Linked DNA regions of Hordeum vulgare: region 2 is linked to region 1. Evidence: chromatin contacts called from public Hi-C data. All regions are on one chromosome and are shown on one strand. The core of a region is the stretch at or near the end of the contact, and the rest is flanking DNA. Distances in the headings are between cores, read along the strand shown.

Evidence for each region. A called contact is a pair of places that touch in the nucleus more often than the background predicts.
Region 2: a Hi-C map of seedling shows a contact between it and region 1, with 3 times the contacts expected there. The contact joins the enhancer-like site here to the promoter of LOC123430898 in region 1. A contact is called at or near these places in 2 of 6 Hi-C or Micro-C datasets (leaf and seedling).

What each region holds. Positions count from the first base shown.
Region 1 is chr1H:273,121,172-273,124,178 of MorexV3_pseudomolecules_assembly, forward strand. LOC123430898 (probable phosphoribosylformylglycinamidine synthase, chloroplastic/mitochondrial) reads left to right here and starts at 1,649. Exons shown (of 4, transcript XM_045114733.1): 1 at 1,649-2,126; 2 at 2,685-2,779; 3 at 2,864-3,007. The coding sequence starts at 2,714.
Region 2 is chr1H:273,452,964-273,455,802 of MorexV3_pseudomolecules_assembly, forward strand. No RefSeq gene overlaps it. Among protein-coding and RNA genes, the nearest start is that of LOC123430938, 59 kb to the right of the region's middle. Within about 2 kb of position 1,333, at least 3 of the 3 cell types and tissues checked have open chromatin away from gene starts, as enhancers often do. A contact at or near this core is called in leaf and seedling, where this site is marked.

The DNA of each region.
Region 1 (3,007 bases), core at 399-2,898:
GGTGTGCACTGTCACAGCGAGGAAGAAGATGAGGTAGAGGAGATTGGGAGGGGTGTTCGACCAAGCACAAGTAAAAGTGCGCACGAGATCTTGTGATGATGATGATGGATGCGATGTCTTTTGGTTTGTGGTGCGAAAACTATGTTCAAATGTCGCCAAAATTGAGTTTGAATTCCAGAATTTATGTTTTATTTGTCAAAATCGCGGTAAAAATCTAAGGATATTATCTTTTACCGCTCGGGTTTGTGGTCTCCGATCGTTAGCACTCGATTTCGACCTCTAAATCGTATTTTTTTATCCGTTATTTAAGGGTCGCGGGATTAAGGGGTGGAAAACCCATATTCGTCGCTCTGTTCGGCGAATTTTCATGCAAACACACATATCGAGTGACGCGAATGACTTTCCAAACTTTATACAAGGTTCTCAACCGGTCCAGGTCTGTTTTTTTTTCTTTTTCTTTTTTCCCTGTGGTTTCTTTTACTGTTTTCTTCATTTTTATTTTTTATTTTATGACTTTTTTGGTTTTTTGGTATATGTTTCTTTTTTGGATACCTTTTTCGTTTCTTTTCCAATTTAGAGAAATTAAATATTTTGAAAAAGCTTCAAATCTTCAAAACATGCTAAAAATTTCAAATAATGTTCCCAACTATTCAAAAAAATGTTAGGGGATTCAAAATTTGTTCATGTTTTTATTTCTTTTTCAAATTTTAAAATTATATTCCCTTCTATTCAAAAATGTTTGTGAATTTGAAATTTTCTTCATGTTTCAATTTTTTTTTCAAATTTCCCTTTTTTTTTAAAATGTCCGGAATTTTAAGAAAATTAATGTTTTAAAAAATTGTTCAAATTTTGTTCCCTTCAATTCAAAAAATATCAGGATTTTGAAATTTTGATCATGTTTTGAAAAATTGTTCAAATCGTTCAAATTTTGTTCCCTTCTATTCAGAAAATGTTTGGGAATTTCAAATTTCATATATTTTTTTCTTTTATAAAATATTAAAATTCTATATTTCTTTTAACACCGATGAACTTTTTTGAGAATTGATGAACATATTTTTGAAAATGGATGATATTTTTGAAAATTGTATGTACTTTTTTAGATTTATGATTTTTTTCAGTTCAATGAAAGATTTTGAAAATATATGAACTTTTTTTGAATTTCTATGAACTTTTAAAAAAATTAACGAACTTTTTACAATTTTAATGAACTGTTTCCGAATTGGATCAACTTTTTTCAATTTCCATGAACTTATTTTCAAATTGATGAACTTTTTTCAAACTTGATGAAGACTTTTTAAAGATATGATTTTTTTAATGGATTAACCTTTGTATTTAAATATGTAATACTTTTTTTATTTTATATTATTTTTGTTAAAACTAGAAAATTTGGGCTGTTTTTTTGTACTAGATCAACCGAGCAAAAAAATCGGCAGCTCGCGTGCTAGTGGGCCGTACCATGCCAGCGAAGCTGCAGGCGCCGGATTGTTAACGGGTGCTTGTAGCGCTGGCTAGGAGCTCGCCTATCCTGTAGGCTGAAAGAATCGGCCCTACGTGCTATCATGCAGAGGCCCAACTCCCACGTGATCGCACACGTGGAATGGTGACGGCCCAAGAATAAGGGAACCAAAATGGCAGTGAAGAATCCCTATTCGGCCGCCGCTCGTCCCGATACTGCTGTCCCTGTCCTCGCTGTGCGCCGCCTCGCCCGCACGCGCTCAGGTGCGCCGCCCCTCGAGTCGCCGGTGTCGGTCTCCGTTCTTTCCACCCCGCTGCCCCTTCTTCCATATCGCCGTGAGTCCCTAGCCTAGCCGTCCGCACGCCATCAGAGACGTAGCCGCTGCCGGAAGCAGTGACTGGCTGCAGTCTTCTCGCCGTTCCCGACGGCGACCGGCTGAGAGCCGACCTCCCCTAGTCCCCTTCGTCGCCGTGGTCACCCACGTAGCCACGTCCAGGCGCCTGGCAGCATCACCGTCTGCAACCAGTTCAGCAACACTCACCGTCTGGTCCGTCAGCGACGGCCGGGCGGCTTGCTCTGCCTCTTTCCCTCCGGTGATTTGCAGGTGGTCAACGGCTCCGGCGCCGTGCTCTGGCCGTCCGGGTGCTTCCATTGCTCTGAACTTCTGAAGGTTGTTAAGATTTAAGAACCGATTCTGTGGCAACTAGTTATTATGGACTTATGGCAGCTAGTTAGTACTCCATGAATTGATTTCTGTTCTTGTTTGTAGAAATGAGGAGAAATACTTTACATAGTTGGTTTGCAAGTAATTTAAATATCTTTCTGTTGTTCCCAAACCCAACACAGTATGGTCGTAGTAATCTAAGATTCTTTTTAGCTTATTTGGATTAAAGAATTACGAAATATTGAATCTTTTGCTAAACAGATCCAAATTTTGGTTCAAAATTTATTAGTGTTATAAAAAATCTTGCAAATATTACATGTTCCCAGTAGTATTCTAGGAATTTTTGACCTTGTTTGGACTAGAGGATTGAGAGATAATGGCTTTTTTCGCACTGTTAACTTTGGCCCCTCTTTTTTGCTAACATCGTAAAAATATAATTAAGTAAATTCCTGAGTTCAACATTTGCTAATGACACAAACCAATTTTGTTGTTTTTAATATTGTAGAGTTAATTTTAGTTAAGCTCAGTGGCTCAATGCCTGATTTCCTGTTTGCTGGTTCACAGGTTCTTGGAGTATCTTAAGTTTCGTGAATATGGCATCTCATGCTGAAATGATGGGAAGCAATATGCTACGTCTTCAAAGCTTTCCTAATAATATGGTATGCACCCAGTTGAATTGTCAACTAAATATGCTTCTCTTTTCGGCATGTTATCATTATCATGTGCTTCTCTATTTGTACCAGGGAAAACAAAATAGTAGTTTTATCTCCACAAGACACCTTCCCTTGAGAAGGACACGAGTGGTTCGACATTGCCTGAACCTACGTCATCTTTGCCGTTTGCCTAATCAAAGGGCTATTGTTCCAAATATCCAACCAATGCCTGCT
Region 2 (2,839 bases), core at 83-2,582, 330 kb after region 1:
AAACCGTGCAGACTAAAAATATATTTATTGCCATTAAAAATGAACAGTGTGTACTTGGCAAATAATACTATGTTTCCAGAAAAGTGTTCAAAACATATATTTTAAAAATGTATATCATGTACTTGGAAAACGTCCAAAGTGTATAAAAATGTTTTGACATGTGCAATAAAAAATATACTTCCTCTTTACCATAATATTTGTTAGAACTATAGTGCGGAAAGTTGACATGCGTTAAAAATAAAAATTGATTAAAACTAACAAAGAAACAAAAAATCAATAAATCAAAGAAAGAAAATCGAGATATAAATAACAAAAGGTCAAAAGTACAATAAGGAAAGAAAAAAACCAAAGAGAACCAGTGATACACAAAAAAAGCAATATACAAGGAAGGAAAAAAAGGAAAAAAGTGAAAACAGATGAAAAGAAGACAAGAAAAGAAATCAGGATCAGAATGAGGGAATCCATAGCAACAAACGACAACGAATACGTTAATGGGTCTGCCTGACTCGGCCGCCCTTCGGTGATTCCTAATAAGAATCGCTACCAGCGAGACATAGCCCTAGTGCCCCCTGTCCTTTCAGTCCCACCTGCAGCGATTACCGGCATTTCCTATTTGGCGTCACAGACACTTGTTAACATGCATTTATATTAACTGGATCCTGTGACCTTACTAAATTGGCCGGCCCATCTCGCCACCAATTAACAATTTATTTTTTGAAAATTATATGATTTTTTTCAAATGTTGATGAACGTTTTGAAAATTTCAATGAAACTTTTTCTATAATTGATGAGTTCTCTATGAAAAACGGTGAATCTTTTCTAAAATATTAAAACTATATGTACTTTTATTAATATCGATGAACTTTTTTGAAATTTGATGAACAACTTTCTTGAAAATTAATGATTTTTTATCAAAATCGATGAACTTTTTAAAGATTCCTTAACTTTTCTTTTAAGTTTAGTGAATGGTTTTTGAATTTCTCGGAACTTTTTTCAAATTTAACGAACTTTTCAAAGTTTTAATGAACATTCTCCAATTTTTTTCTTTTTTCAATTTCAATAAATTGTTTTTAAAATTGGTGAAGTTTTTTCCAAATTAATGAGCCTTTTCTAAATATATAATTTATTTAAATGCATGAACCTTTTCCTTTAAATCTATAAACCTTTTTTGATTTCATATTTATATTTTCGTAATAAATAGAAAATCTGGACGTTTTCTTTTTCTACTAAATCAACGGAAAAAACAAGGCATCATGCTAGTGGGCCGGCCTATTCCAACGATTAGGTGCCCGATCGTTAACGGGCTGCATAGGAGCTCCTGCGACTACGTACCTACCTATATGGCGCTGCACGCGCCCGTTTGCGTTCCTGGCGCCTGCAGCGCCCCCGCTAAGCCACATCTATATGATACTGCAGGCCCGGAAAAAGTTCACCGATTTTGCAAAAAAAGTTCTTTAAATGGGAAAAATGTTGACAGATTTTTTTTTCTAAAAATAAAATTTGAAATTTTTATCACATTTGATGAAGGTTTTTTTATTTTTATAAAAAGTTCAGTGATTCTAAAAAACATTCATAAAATTTGAAAAATAAAATTGGTTTTCATGAAAGTTAACTAAGTTTGAAAAAAGTTCATCAAAATTTTAAAAAGGACACCAAATTTACAAAAATTTCATAGAATTAAAAAGGAGTTCATCGATTTTGAAAATATGTTCATCAAATTTGCACAAAGTTCTGTAAAATTAGAAAACATTTCATCAAATTTGAAAAAGTTTATCAAATTTTAGAAAAATTTCATCAATTGAAAAATAGTTCATTGATTTGAAAAAGAAAAATAGAAAACAATAAGAACTAAAAAAATAATTCCAAATATGTAAAGAAAAACAAAAAAAAGAAAAATAGTAAAAAACAGAACAAAATGTTTCCAAATAGAAAAGAAAGACAAAAAAAGAAAAAGACATACGAATAGAATTATTACATCGTCAGAATGAACGTGAGATCCCCAGATCAAATCTTGTTAAATGCATATTTTTTACAGCAAAAGAAAAAGACAAGATGAATCGAGCCCAGCGAGCCCAGTCGACGCAGCCGGTGCCTGTAACGCCGAATAGGGATTGTCTTCCCTATGGCTCTGACTCGCAGAAGTGGGCACCGAGATGGGTTGCCCATGCACGAGGCAAGCTACATGCACGTTTTTCTGGATGTTTTTATTTTTTGGTTTATTTTTTTAATTTAGTTATAGTTTAAAATAATTATCGTATGTATATTATAAAAACTACTCAACAAAAACATTTGAAGAAATGTCAAAACGTACTTCAAAAACTAATTTAGAAATATTGAACAGGTATCCGAAAAATATTAATCAAACATTTGAAAAATATTTAATAAAATCTAAAACATAGTGAATTTTTTTATCATGTCTATAAAAATGTTAATCAAGCATTTTGAAAAACATTGTTCAGCAAGTTTTGAAAGATGTTAGTCATTCATTTGGAAAATGTTAAATGTGCATATAAAAAATGATGACCATGTATTAGAAAGATGATGACAAATTTAATTATGTATATAAAAATATTAATCAAGCAATTTAAAAATGATTAAAAAATACTTGAAAAATATTAATCAAGCATTCCAAAAATATTAAGTGTGTAGATAACTTTTTTAACCATAAATTAAAATAAATAAAAAATTAGATCATGGATACAAAAATGTTAAAAACATTTAAAAAATGTTGAAGAAGTATTAGAAAAATGTTAATCAATCGTTTGAAAAATGTCAAATGTGTATAGAAAAATTGTTGATCATGTATTAAAAAAGCTAATATTTTTATTTGAAAGTTCTT